Regions from separate parts of the Macaca mulatta genome. Here region 2 is linked to region 1. A link is a contact called in public Hi-C data. All regions are on one chromosome and are shown on one strand. The core of a region is the stretch at or near the end of the contact, and the rest is flanking DNA. Distances in the headings are between cores, read along the strand shown.

What was found. A called contact is a pair of places that touch in the nucleus more often than the background predicts.
Region 2: a contact with region 1 is called in a Hi-C map of CD4 T cells, with 5 times the contacts expected there. The contact joins the promoter of PCF11 here to the promoter of DDIAS in region 1. A contact is called at or near these places in 4 of 14 Hi-C or Micro-C datasets (CD4 T cells, blood, fetal cortex germinal zone and 1 more).

Annotation. Positions count from the first base shown.
Region 1 is chr14:83,436,332-83,443,237 of T2T-MMU8v2.0, forward strand. It overlaps DDIAS (DNA damage induced apoptosis suppressor), which reads left to right and starts at 3,082. Exons shown (of 5, transcript XM_015115343.3): 1 at 3,082-3,520. PRCP (prolylcarboxypeptidase) reads right to left here and starts at 2,143. Exons shown (of 9, transcript NM_001261249.1): 1 at 1,950-2,143. The coding sequence starts at 2,117.
Region 2 is chr14:83,682,004-83,688,909 of T2T-MMU8v2.0, forward strand. It overlaps PCF11 (PCF11 cleavage and polyadenylation factor subunit), which reads left to right and starts at 2,496. Exons shown (of 16, transcript XM_028833877.2): 1 at 2,496-3,002; 2 at 6,668-6,793. The coding sequence starts at 2,811.

The DNA of each region.
Region 1 (6,906 bases), core at 1,832-4,331:
ACAATGGATTCCCATGCCAAGGTGTTTGAATTGTATTTCTAAGGAGTGTAGTGGCCAAGAAAGGAATCTACAATAAAGGAACATAAAGTAGGAACTAAGGTACTAACAAATAATTTGTTCCCTTCCACTCTTTCACTCTTTCACTCTCTCCTTTTCTGCTGATAGTTCTCTTTTTCATCGATCCCAATGGGATTTTAGAGATCTTCCATTCCAATAGTCCTCTCCCCATTTTACTTTAGCAGTTGAGCTCTGCAAATAGTTGTATATAAAATCCCAGCATATAAAACAGATAAAAGCTGAAAGAGATCCAAGAGAGGGGTATTGGAGCACCTAATTTGGCCTCCACTTCAGGCTTCATCCACTTTCCCTCTGAAACAGCTCCCCAAAGAGCCCTTAATTTTCCTCAGTAAAGTGTGAAACACATTGGTCTTTGTCCCAACCCTCCCAATTTACAAATGAGGGAATTATGCCTAGAGAATTAATTTAAGGGAGTTGCCTGAGAAAAAAGACTATTTCCTGGTATCCCTGGTAAAATTAAAATGTTTTATCTTCCTCATAAACTTGAACTCAAATGTCTGAGTTAAAAATTGTTTCTTGGCTGCACACAGTGGCACACGCCTGCAATCCCAGCCCTTTGGGACATCGCTTGAGCCCAGGAGTTCAAGACCAGCCTAGGCAACATGGCAAAACCCCATCTCTATTTTTAAAAATAAAAAAAAAAAATTTAAATTATTTCTAAGTTATTCTGGAAGTCTATGACATCCCTCTACCACAAATTCCCATTCAAAATTCATATAAGGGCTGGGCTCAGTGGCTCAAGCCTGTAATCCCAACACTTTGGGAGGCTGATGCAGAAGGATTATTGAGTCCACAAGTTTAAGACTAGCCTGGGCAACATAGTGAGCCTTGTCTCTATACAATCAACAACAACAAAATTTCACATAGGTCTATAACCACATATTATATGAGTGCCTACTTGAGGCCAGATACTCTGCTAGGAACACGTTATCTGCTCTCACTTAACCATCACCACAAACCCCAAGAGATCAAGGAACTAGGCTCAGAGAAGTACTGTAACCTGCCCAAGGTCATAGAGCTAGCAGGGTAGAATCTGGTTCTACCTGACTCCTAAAGCCAAGCTTCAGACCCTTGCACTCTTTCTAATCCCAACCCTTTCCAAATCTTTTCCTATTTTTACCAGGCTTTCAGAAATGCTGAACTGTAAGGAATCCTCGTCATTTCACAGAGGATGTACTTTTCCATCAAGACCTGTGGGGGAATGCCTCATGCTGCAGCCAAGCACAAAGGCATCAAGCCTAAAAAGCTCTAAAATCATGTTACAAACCATAGAAAGGCTAATCCCCAACCCCACCACAAGCTCCTACAACTCCTTTTACAACCATAGGCTACACACGTTCAGTCTTATGGGGAATAGGGATTTCAACAATTCTTAATAATAGGGCTACAAAATCAGCTCTGAGCTGACCCCTTATGAGAGTCTGGTTTTTAGGATGGATAACTATCCAATATTATCTAATAGGTAAAAATACTAGAATTTGTATTTAGGGCTGCCTTGGGGCAAAGGATGACTATCACCGCAGACTAGGTAGCAGAGCTGGTATTTAATAATTTGAATTTGAGGGAAGGTTAAGGGAGTTCGGATTGGGGCACCCTATGGGAGCAGGCGGAGTTGAAGTGACTGCCGTGTCCAATTGCAGAACAACCTGAATCAAGAGTACGGAGCCAGAAGTACTACCAAATTATTGGTAATGGGAGGAGAAAAATTCAACAAAACTGGGATTTGAGACCACCTTCTGGAAGACATGAGCCAAAGACCGAAGAGATCCCAGGCATCAAGGGGTGTGAATTTCGAGGTGGGCTCCGTTGCCCGGGCTCTGAGGGTTCCCGGCCGTTGGGCCGGGGACGGTGAAGCCCCCACTCCCCCTTACCTTCTGTTGGAAGTAGAGAACCGAATAGTTCTTGGCTACAGCCGGGAGGGATGTGGGGTTTGTTGGCAAGTGTAGGCTGCCGAGGGCCCTTAAGGCCGGCCGGAGGGCCTTGGTGGCCCAGGGCGCCAGAAAAGACAGAAGCAGGAGCAGGAGGGCTCGGCGGCCCATGGCTCAGGCTGGCGGCTGCAGTGCGGGTGGGAGGGCGAAAAGGAGGCCAGCAGCAGCGCACGGGCTAAGCCCTGCCCAGTCTGCAGCTCCGCCCGCCGCAAAACGGCTCCTCCCGGGGGAAACCCAAAGCCAGCCAGCTCCTCAGACACCGCCCAAACCAGGTCACCACAGCCACTCCGCCCCCATCCCCGAGGGCACCGCCTCCACTCCACTTTACTCTCGTGCCGTCTGCTTCTTAGCACTCACCTTCATTGCGGTCACATCCCAAGTTTGCCTTTATCATGCTAGGGCCTCTTCCTACCTCATCGCTGTAGCCCATGCTTTATCTATAGCGCCCCCGAAGCCCACCTGTCCTTCAGGTCATCCTATATCCCCACCATTATAATCACCGCCAAACTCTGCCCTGGCTGCCTCAATTCCATTGCTACACCTCCTGCCCTCCGCAAATCCCACATAAAGGCAATAACAGCTTCCATGACAATTTATTGAAGGTTCACTACAGGCCAGTATATCAGGAGGCAGGGAGGCACAGGCATCATCTCCTCTAACTCAATCGTCACAGCAATCTTGTGCGTCGTATTCGATTGTTATTCCCATCTACAGATGTGGAAACGGAGGCTCAGAGAGGTGCGGGAACTTGCACTAGATCACTCAGCAGTAAGCGGAGTACGTCGTCGCAGACCGCTGGGTCCAGCTCCAAAGACTGTGCTCCTTGCACCCACCTCCATCATGGAGCCTAACCACTCCCTATGATACTCCGTTCTTTGGTAACCCCAAAACTGTGTTGCTTGCACAACCCATCCATTACAGAGGTCGCCCCGGGTCCACATCGTCCCTAAATCCCGCCAGGTCCCGGTCCCTTCTTTCAAGTAACGCCCCCTTTCTTCTTCGGCACCCGAAAACCCACTCCGCGCTCCACCTCCCTCCTGCCTCCTGCCAAAGCCCCCTTCCCCCCTCCGCCCCTGGGTAGTGCTAGCCCCTAGGACAGCGCCGGGTCTGGCTTCCAAAGCTCCCTCAACCCTCTTCATCCGGCTTCCATTCCCTCTTTCAGTCACCCCGCCAGACCCCAGGACGCCCAGGCTTGCTCCACACTTTCCGGGGATCCCTACGCCCAGGAGGCTTAGCGCAGCCAAAACCAACTTTACGGACTGTACTACTGATCCACCGACTCTACCCGCAGTTTGACGAAAATGGTCGTTCCCACAAGCTTGTAGGATTTCTTGGCTAAGCGCCACCCTCTGCGGCGCTTTCTTCTGATTGGCTCTGAGTGAACGCAGCCAAAGCGTTACTTCCGGCGGAAAAGGACGCGGGAGATTCGATTGGAAGGCTCCCGGCGAACTACTGATCCGGCCGGTCTGAGTCACTGTGTGTCGCCTGGGCCCGCTACTGGTCTTCTCCCTCAGGTGAGCTGGGTAAAGGGGTTCTGGGGAAGCCTAAGGGCCGGAGACTCCCAAGGAGGCTCTTAACTTCATTATGAATGAGACCCACCCAGAGCCCGGCACTTGTTTTTTCACGAGTTATTCTCTGTAAACGGGCGGACATGAGGGTAAAAGATATAAACGTCAGTTATTTTATTTTAGACTCAGTGCAGTTGCAATCACCTAACGAACGTTTATTGAACGCTTTCAGTGGCATCGAGCTAGACTCCGAGTGAGCTTTTAGAATCGGAGATAGAGTGGAAAAGGCGCGACTCTTGCTTCTGTGATGTGCAAATACGTATTCAGCGGGCCACTGTGCAGAGTAGTACGTGCTAAAAGGGGATCTGCCAAACTGGTATCATGGCTTAGAGGGAACATACTTTAACTGAGCCAGGTGCTTAAACCAGAACTTGAAAGTTTTCTTCCTTTTCGCATCCAGCCAGTCCCTAACAGCCTCTTGAATATCTCAGATCTGTTCACGTCTTTCCGTTTTTTACTGACATTATTTTGGTTCGACCCTATGACTGCTACATAGCTGTGGCAGTACCCCCACCTGGCCCAGCTGGTTCTCCTGCTTTCAATCTTGTCACATTCCAGTCCAGTCTCCACATTGCTGGGCTGATAAAGATAATTGCCCGAGGCACTCCCCATTGAAAACCTTTCAGTCCCTCCTATTTGCCCTCAGGTTTAAGCCCAAACTCTTTAACATGACTTACAGGCTCTTTCCTGTCTGACTTTTGCCTGCCTCTTCAGCCCCAGTGGTTTTCCACCGCTCCAGCCATATAGAATGTCTTCTGTGTTCCTGAAGTGTACTATCCTCTTTCTCACCCCAAACCGTCTTCTGACCCTGTCCGTGACCTGGCTAATTCTTACCCAGTTTGCAAAGCCTTTTAAATCAGAAACCCTTTCCTGACCCCACAAGACTGGATCACAGAGCAACAAGTAATTATTTGTTTATTCTGCAGATAGTTAAGTGCTTCTTTGGTCTGTGCCAAGAACTGCTAGGTACTGAGATCCGATGATGAACAAGGTAGATTCCTGTTCTAATGGAACTTACCTTGTATGGATAGAATTAAGGAGAATTTACAAGGAAACTATGTGAATTAGACTGGTCTAAGAAGACCTTTCCGAGGAGTTGATGTTGATGCCTAAAAGATGAGCATGATCCAACTGTGCAAGAGAGGAAAAGAACAACATTCTAAACAGAGTGAACAGGTTGTGCAAAGGTCCTGAGGCAGGAAAGAGCTTGACATGTTAATGTTCAAGAATCTAAGGAAAGACCAGTATTGCTGGAATATATTCAGAAAGGACAGTTGTATGAGATGAATCTGGAAAGATGGGCAGAGACCGAATCATGATAAGGAGGTTAATCCAGCACCATAAACAGGAGATAATGGTGGTTTGGATTAAGATGATGGCAGAATATATAAGGGAAAGGTGAATGATGGTTTCTAAGTATGGAAGTAAATTCAAGTACCTTCTGATGAGTGTGATGTGGGATGTGAAAGAAAGGGAGGAATGACAAATGACTCCCAGGTACTGGCCTGAGTTACTGGTTAGTGAGTGGTACCATTTACTGAGATGGAGCAAAATTGCAAAAAAAGAGGTTTGAGAGGAAACTAAGAATTCAGGTTTTTTAACTATTAAACCGTGAGATCCCTATGAGACATCGAATACAGTTGGCTCTCAGGTAAGCAGTTAAGGTATAGAAGTCTGGAGCTTGCATATATTATTTCATTGATAGTTATATATTGCCTGTCTTAGCCAATAGATTATAAATTCCTTGAACACAAGAGCCTGTTTTTTCTCTCTTTAACCCTATTACCTTCTCCATCCCTGTAATAAATATCCCATAAATGACAGTCAACAGAAAAACCGTATTGTACTAAAATTTTCCTGGTTCATGTTTTTAAAGTATTTTTCATCAGTATTTCTCCTTTCACTGGGTTTTGTCTCTTTGTTTTTTTGCTTACTTAATTTTCACTGTCCTGCCTGCCTCTCTTACTTTTCTAGAGTTTTCGTGTTAATGTCACTAAATTATGTTTTAGAGACTAATTATGACTGCCTTTAGAAAAATTAAACAAGTATGTGCCCTTGGAGGAAACCATTAGATAGTGTTAAGAAGACAGTTCAAAATAGCCACCCTTCCCATAACTGAGGCCTCTTGGCCTGTAAATTATGAAATAGAAAATTGGATAATTACAAGGTGACAAAGATTTTCATGCAAGGCAAGAACAGTTTGGAGAGGAATGAAGAAAGGGAGAAAAGTTAGTCATACTTTCTTTTATTTATGCCATTAGAACTAAGACTAGTTTTTTAAAGGAGTAATTTCATCCTTTGGGCACAGTCTTGAAGCAAATACACATAGTTTCTTTCAAGTGTGAAGCTTGAACAAAGAGAGTGATGTACTAGAAAGACTAGTAAGCTACTCATCAGAAGGCATGAGTTCCAGACCTGATTTCTCCTAATTCCTATTCTTTAATTAGTTATTTAACTTCTCTAAGTGGATCAGATAATGATGCAAAAGCACTTTGCAAACTGTAAAGCAGTCAAATGAACTCAAACTGGATTATGAACTTTAAGATAGGATTCATATCTTATACTTTTATGTTCTCTTCAGCCCCATCCCCAGATGCCAATTTACACTAAATACTTCACTGAACTTTTTCTCTAGGATCTAACATAGAATAAGAATTAGTTTAGATTTTCTAATCTAACCCAGTTATTCTAGATCTTCTAGTCTAGCCCAAAGAAGAAAAAAAGTTGTGTTGGTATGTGCATGTATGGGCACAGTTTTCCATAAATGATTAAGATGCCTTCTGAGAACTTGATTATGAAGTAGTTAAGCTGAAAGGTCACCAAATAATGGATTAGAGCAAAGAATTGCAAAATAATTTAAACGAGACTGAGATGCTGTCAGGCCTTGGGAATTTAACTATAACCATATTTATCACAAGTGTTATTCACCATGAGATAGTCTTAATGACTAAGCTACTGGTTTTCCAGTGTGGACAATTTGGCCATTACCTGGGAACTTATGAAAATGCAGATTCTCAGACACTTATCCCAGACTTACTGAATCAAACTCTGGAGTTGGAGTCCAGCAATCTGTTTTATCAAGCCTTCTGGGTGATTTTGATGTATGATAAAGGTTGAGAAATACTTGTCTAGTATGAAAATGGGATGCAGAGGTTGTAATCAGTGAGTTTATATATCTGGTACCACTGAAAAAATCATCTCTAGAATGAAAGATGCATCAGGCATTAGCTTGATTCCATTAAATAGTCGATTCACCACACAGCTCTTCTTCAAGCAACTTTCTGTTTGTAATTTGAGTATAATATATAGTTATACCAAATATTTAAATACAG
Region 2 (6,906 bases), core at 1,246-3,745, 250 kb after region 1:
TACTACATGAGATTATGACTGAGGTATACATTTCATGAAGGTATGGCCAAGGGGCTATGTTGTTCACCACTGCACCTAGCATAGAGATAGGAAATAACCAGGGTTTAATGTTGGTGGAAAGTAAATTAGTTGCATATTCTGACGAAAGAACTGGCAGTGAAAATCCATGAGAGAATTTTTGCACACTTATTTGTATGTAAAATTTCAGTTATCTAGTTTGTGCCCTGTCCTGAGTATTTAAAGAAAAAATATTCTTGTTACAGTATAGCACATGATTTGAAAATGATTGCTAGTCACTTGAGTTTTCCATGTCATTTGTGGGGACATAGGTTTGTTGATTTATGTGCTAAAACATATTAATTGTTTACTCTGTATATAGTCTATGAGGGATACAATAAAAGCCAAATCAGAGCTTTGCAGCCTTTCATTTTTTTTTAGAAGTTCACTTTGCTGTTAAAAGAAAGTTAAAACTGTAAAAGATAGATAGTTCTATAATGAAATTCACCTTTAAAATGAAAAGGAAATGAACAGAGGACTATTTCACCCTGGTCATTTCCCTCCAGAAAATAAAACTTTGAATGTTATTAAACTGTCTAGTATATCTAAATTTCACCACTAACAATAGTGTGAAATTACTGAGATTATAAATACTTATTCAACAATATTCCTTAGCTTCAAATGAGGGAAGACCAGTTTTCCTCCCCAGGTTTTACTTTTCATTCATGTGTGATATCACCCTAAGAAAAAAATGGAAAATACATGTCAAAACTTAACTTTGCAGCACATTTTATGCAGTTCACTATGTTTCAATTATACATCAATAAAGATGCTAAAAAACTCGAACAAAAAGAAGAAACGAAAATGTTACTTTCTATGGGACAAGGTAGTTTGTTTGTTTTTTGAGAGAGAGTTTTACTCTGTCGCCCAGCCTGGAGTGCGGTGGCTCGATCTCGGCTCACTGCAATTTCTGCCTCCCTGGTTCAAGCGATCCTGCCTCATCCTCCCAAGTAGCTGGAATTACAGGCGGCCGCCACCATGCCCGGCTAAGTTTATTTTTTAAGAGCAATTTCTTCTGGGGAGCAACAAATTATCTCTCAAATGCCTAGTAGTCTACGGAAGGCAATGGAAAAGCAATTTTAGGTAATTGACACTTTTTTTTTTTTGAGACGACTCTCGCTGTCACCAGCCTGGAGTGCAGTGGCGAGATCTAGGCTCACTGACACCTCCACCTTCCGGGTTTAAGCGGTTTTCCTGCCTCTGCCTCCCGAGTAGCTGGGACTACTACTACGGGCGCATGCCACCACGCGCAGCTAATTTTTGTATTTTTAGTAGAAACGGGGTTTCACCATGTTGGCCCGGATGGTCTCGAGCTCTTGATCTCGTGATCTGCCCGCCTCGGCCTCCCAAAGTGCTGGGATTACAGGCATGAGCCACCGCGCCCAGCCCGTAATTGACACATTTTAAAAGCTTATATTTAGGTCAATATCACTACTCAATGAAAAAATTACGTTTGGTTTGTGTTATGTCGCAGCTCCATAGTGAATTATTTATTTGAAAGCTTTGTGTGTTTTGCGAGCATCATTTCCAACCTGGGAAGAGAGCCCCACAAGTTTAAAAAAAAGTGTATGCGTGTGTGTCTTCCTACTTGCCCCAAACAGTGTATGCTAAGCAGGTTCTGAAATGCAGATTCACAGTGGAGATATTAGGGTCCGGCTGGCTGTGGCTGTTGAGAAACACTCTTCCTAGAGCTCAGAGTGGGCTCCTTAAAGAGCTCCTCCAAACCCCCAAGGAAAAAGCCTTTCACACTTAACCTCTAAATAAAATGCATTTTCCTGGGGATTCAACTCAGGCAAGCTCGCCTAGGTATTTTTGTGGGTGTGGGAAGAGGCGTGCTGGAATAAACTCTCCAGCGGTGGTTTTCGAGGTTACGGGTAAATTCAGCACCTCCCTCTCACTTTCCAGTTCCCAGAGGGGTAACCGGCCCCGGCAGCTGGACCCTCCCAGGCTCTCGAGAGCACCTGAGACGCTAACAGAGAGGGGGTGCGGCCGCAGAAAGCCTCCGCCCCCTCCAGCCCCCACCGTCGGTAGCAGCTACGGGGCAGGCGGGAGGAAAGATGATTGACAGGCCCGCTCAGTGGCTGGGAAGCTAGAGGGAGGGACGAAGAGGGGACGGCTGAGCCTTCTTCTTAAAGTGGTTGGGTTGGGCCTCGGGAACTGCCTTCCCCAGGCCTATTGGCTTCCCTGAATGGGTTGTTATGGTAACAAATGACCGAACAGTCCCTTATGAATCGGCCAATGAGAAGGGCCGTCTTTTCCAGCGCACCTCCGAGCCGTAGATGTTGCGAAAGTCCGGGTAGAGGCCGGAGAAGAAGGCGGTGCCAGGACGTCCTGCGGAAGGGCCGGGGGCGGGGCTCGTGACGTTACCGGGCCAGCCAATCACGCCTGGTTTTATCAGCGGCCCCGCCCTTTTACCGCACATTTCCCCTCCCCTAGTTCATTTCGCACGACGCAGCGGTTGGGAACACAGACATTTTCGGAGCTGGAGCCGCCACTGCCGCCGCCATTTTGTGTCTGTGGAGAAAGAAGCTTCTGTGGCGGCTGGAAGTGGACGGAGATCACCCGCGAGACGGCGGCGTTTCATACCCGAGGTTCCCCCTGTGTCGTCCCCCATCCCCCCTCCGCGGTCAGCATGTGGTGAAGCCGGAGCCGCGAGAGATCCGGGGAGAGGAAGAGGAGTCGGAAGGGAGGCGGGGTATCCAGAGCGGCTTCAGCTTCAGCTGCGGCGGACCTCGGAGGGGGGCCGCGGCGCAATGTCAGAGCAGACGCCGGCCGAGGCCGGTGCTGCGGGGGCCCGGGAGGACGCCTGTCGGGATTATCAGTCATCGCTCGAAGACCTGACCTTCAATAGCAAGCCGCACATCAATATGCTGACCATTCTAGCCGAGGAGAACCTGCCCTTCGCCAAGGAGATCGTCTCTCTCATCGAGGCCCAAACCGCCAAGGTTTTTATACACCCCGCAGCCTCCTATTCTTCTAATACTCCCTGATTTTAGTGTCAGCCTCATCCCAGGTCTCGCTTCCATCCCAAGGGGGACAGTGTTCCTTCTCTCCAACCCCCCACCCCCCTCCAACTCAGGCTCGGTCTTTGGCCCAGGCTTGGAGCATGGGCCTCTCGGGGGGAGGGAGTGGGGAGGATAAAGGGTGGAGTCCCACTTCCGCTTACCAACTCCCTTTTTAGGCCACCGCATTGTATATCCCGACACACACACGCTTTGAATAGAGCCCTTTTGGGTGGGGGAGACTTAAAGGCAGTTTGTGGTTTGGGGAAGTAAGAGTTAACATAAGCCATTTTAATCCCCTGGGAAGTGGGAGAGTGGGTCTCCCATTTTCCCCCAGCACCCTTTTTGGTAATTGTGTTCTGTGGGTTGGAAGGAGGTGAAGGGGGACCTGGGAGCGAGCTGTTGGTGGGTGGGAATAGGGATTTGGCCCCGAGTGGAGCAGCCGCCTGTTAGGAGCCCAACATGGCGCCTGAAAAGCACATGATGCGAAAGGGAAGAGAGGAGAATCCATTCCCTGCCAGCCAGGCAGCTGCTCACACCCGTCAGCCCCATTTTGGGGTGGGGGCGGCTAGATAAAACTTTTATTCTCCTATTGGAGGGTCTAATTTGTCCCAAAATAGGGGCAAGTGGGGTTGAGGGTGGGGTTTGGGTGGGGGGAGGAGATCTTATCCAACCTGTAGGTGGAGAACTGGCCCAGAGGGTAACAAGTACTTGCAGTTTCTCTGAAAAGTTCAGTCCCTCCTCCTCTTCCTTTTCTCTTTTTTTCTCCCTTCCCTGATAGCGAAGGAGTGTTTTTCTTTACCCCTTGATAGAAGTGGTCCTCTGCCACCTTATATTTCCCTGTAGTCCTCCTCTTCTGTGGATTCATATGGGAGCGATATGTCATTTAAGTAAAGTTACTGTTAAACTTAGTTACAATGAGTTTTAATAGCGTCCCAGTGCTACATTTTATTTTTCAAGCTTGTACTTACGGTTTAGTTTTTTCTAGTTGTTAGTGATTGCAATTATCAGGATGAGCCTCCTTTTAGCAGAGTGAACCCCTTTTTAAAGGCCACTTTAACAACAACCACCAATATATTGTTTAGAGACGGTTTCTGTCTAGTGTAAAACTGAGTGGTCTGACTCTAATAAATGGTTTTGAAATGTGTGACTGGTATTATAAAATTTGTGAATAAAACATATAAAATATGTATTTGTCTTTTTTATTTACCTTTGTAAGGTGTAGAATCTGTTTCCAAGACTTATTTTTATCTACGTGGTTGTGTGTTTTAAACAAAAGTCTTTAAGTGACTTGGGTTCATTCTTCTTTAGGTTCCATCCACTCTTTTGGGTAAACCTCCTCACAAGATACACGGTTTCAGGTGGTCCTTTCATACTTTAAAGAGGACGAAAAGGAAGGTTTTTTTCCTTTTTTCTTTTAAGGGCCTCAACAAGTTTATCATGCTCAGTGTGACAGCTAAAATACAAGTTTTCGTTCACTTTTTCCTGTGAATGTGTATGTAAAACAGCTATTTTTTTTTAAGTATGAGATTTAAAAAGGAAGCATTCCTCATACTCAACATGCTTTTTATTGATACCACAAACATCTTGGACATGAAAACTTAGTTTTTGCCTTGTTGAAGGCTTAACTTGACATTAAATGCCTTAAAGCACTCATGTTTTTAAGGCAAAAACATTGAGTTTTAAAATTAATTACCTCGTATCTTGGGATTTAATATTCCACAGCGCCTAATATTGAGCAGCTCAGGTTGTCACTCAAAAGAACAGTTTCCTTGCTGGTTTTTAATGGATCCAGAAGACCTTCGAGAACCGAAAACTAAATGCTGAATATAGTGACCACATAAAACTTGTGTTTGTATATCGCTACACAGTGATGAAAATAGATGGGCTATTTGCTGGTAAAAGACTGAAATTTTGGGGGCACACGTTTCCTGCTTATTTTTGTAAAGCCAGATTGAGGAAAAGATGTAAAAGGCACTTTGGGGAAACTATCTTAATCCTGGTTGGGATCGAGGGTGAGGGGAGGGATTTTCCGTTATTTGGTAGCAAACTGGCCTGGTTTTGTGTTTTGGAGGTGAATGTTTGTGTCCTTATTCTTTAGCTTCTCTGCGTTACTAAAGGATTCACACTTAATTTGACTCCTCCCAAGAGAGAGCAGTAGCAAAAAATAATACATATAAGGACTTCACTTGTACAATAAAAAATTAGCCTACTTAACAGACTGGTGTTAAAGAGAGCCTGTTTATCTTCATAAGTACCATAATGACTAAAGTGGTGTAAAACATGACATGGTAAGGTAAAGACACAGCGGTAAACCATTTGACATGTTCGTACTTAATATAGTTGACCCACATGCAGTGGGTGAACCCTTTTATTGGACAGTACTTTAAAAGAAAGTTTTCATAAAGTTATTCAAAGGTTTCCTTAGCCAACTTTTGGTCGTAAAGGTGTTATCAGAAGCAAGAGCATTTCCACACACTTGTATGGGCAATTGGTTTTATTAAATATGGCATTGTGTACTCCAGAACTGTGAGCCTACCCTAGCTTCAGGCAGCTATGGGTAAGTGTTATCAGGGTTAAGATTCCTATACACGTGGGGTGGGTAAATGGGGATAACCTAAGTTTTTTGTTTTGTATTTAAAAAATCATGGGTACTCCTTTGGAGTCAGAGTTAAGACTATTATGGTGTGTCTTAATGCTCCTCAACAAGTCTGTGAACCTGCTGATGCTTTCTGGAAGCTTGCTGTGCCTTCTAAAAGCCAGTGGTGGGTAGGCATTGCCGTTGAACTGGGGCAACATTTCTTTACTTTGGAAAGGGCCACCTGTATATCAGCATCACCACACTGGCTCTGCACAAATTTATAACCCCTGGTTTGTGCATGTCAGAGGAAACTATCGGCGGAGAGTCCAGGCTGTGAAGAAAATCTTCAGGACAAATCCTGGTTTCCAGAGTCAAGTTCAACCTGATTTACATGATTCAGCGGCTGCTCCATCCAGTTTTTCTTGTCTGAGTAACAAACTTGCAACTTCCTGCATGTTGTTGTGCAAGTTTCAGTGTTTTGCCATTGACTTCCTAGGTGAAGTGTTTTTAATTTTTGTTCATTTGGATTATAGAGAAGTAATCCTAGTGATTTTACAGGTAACAAAAGCTTCATAGACTTGAACATATAAAATATGCCTATGGAAATTAGTTTCTACAAGAGGTCTAAAAACTGCTTTGAGTGTAGGCACACCATTGTAAATTAATATGGGTCCCAAAACTGACACTTGGATTACATAAAGTAATTTTCCCTCGCCTCCTCTTTATTTTTGTCACTTAAAACACAGGTCTTTTTACCACATGAACTTGAAATTTCATTGAATGTTAAATGAGTATATTAGGGATTACAGCTGTTGTTCATCCTGGTAATTCTGAGCTTTTGTGTGCTCAACTAAGGATTGTAAGAGTGAGAACTTGATTGAACACTTAAGTTTCATAAAGATTACTTCAAAAGTATTTAGTATCAACAAAAATAGAGGTCTGTATTGTAGGTTTAAAAACTCACTTTTAAAAGTAATTATTTGGTGGTAATTCATTATACTAAACTTCTCAGTTTCTTTTTATTCAGGCTCCTTCCTCAGAGAAGCTTCCTGTTATGTACCTTATGGATTCTATTGTGAAAAACGTTGGAAGAGAGTATCTCACTGCCTTTACTAAAAATCTAGTTGCAACATTTATTTGTGTGTTTGAAAAGGTACATATGCATTTAGAAACATTTGTGTTTTTTAAAAAAATGTGTTCCTGATTAAATAAATACTTGCTTTGTGTTGGGTTTTCTTGGGTGGTGAAATGTTTTATACTTTTGGA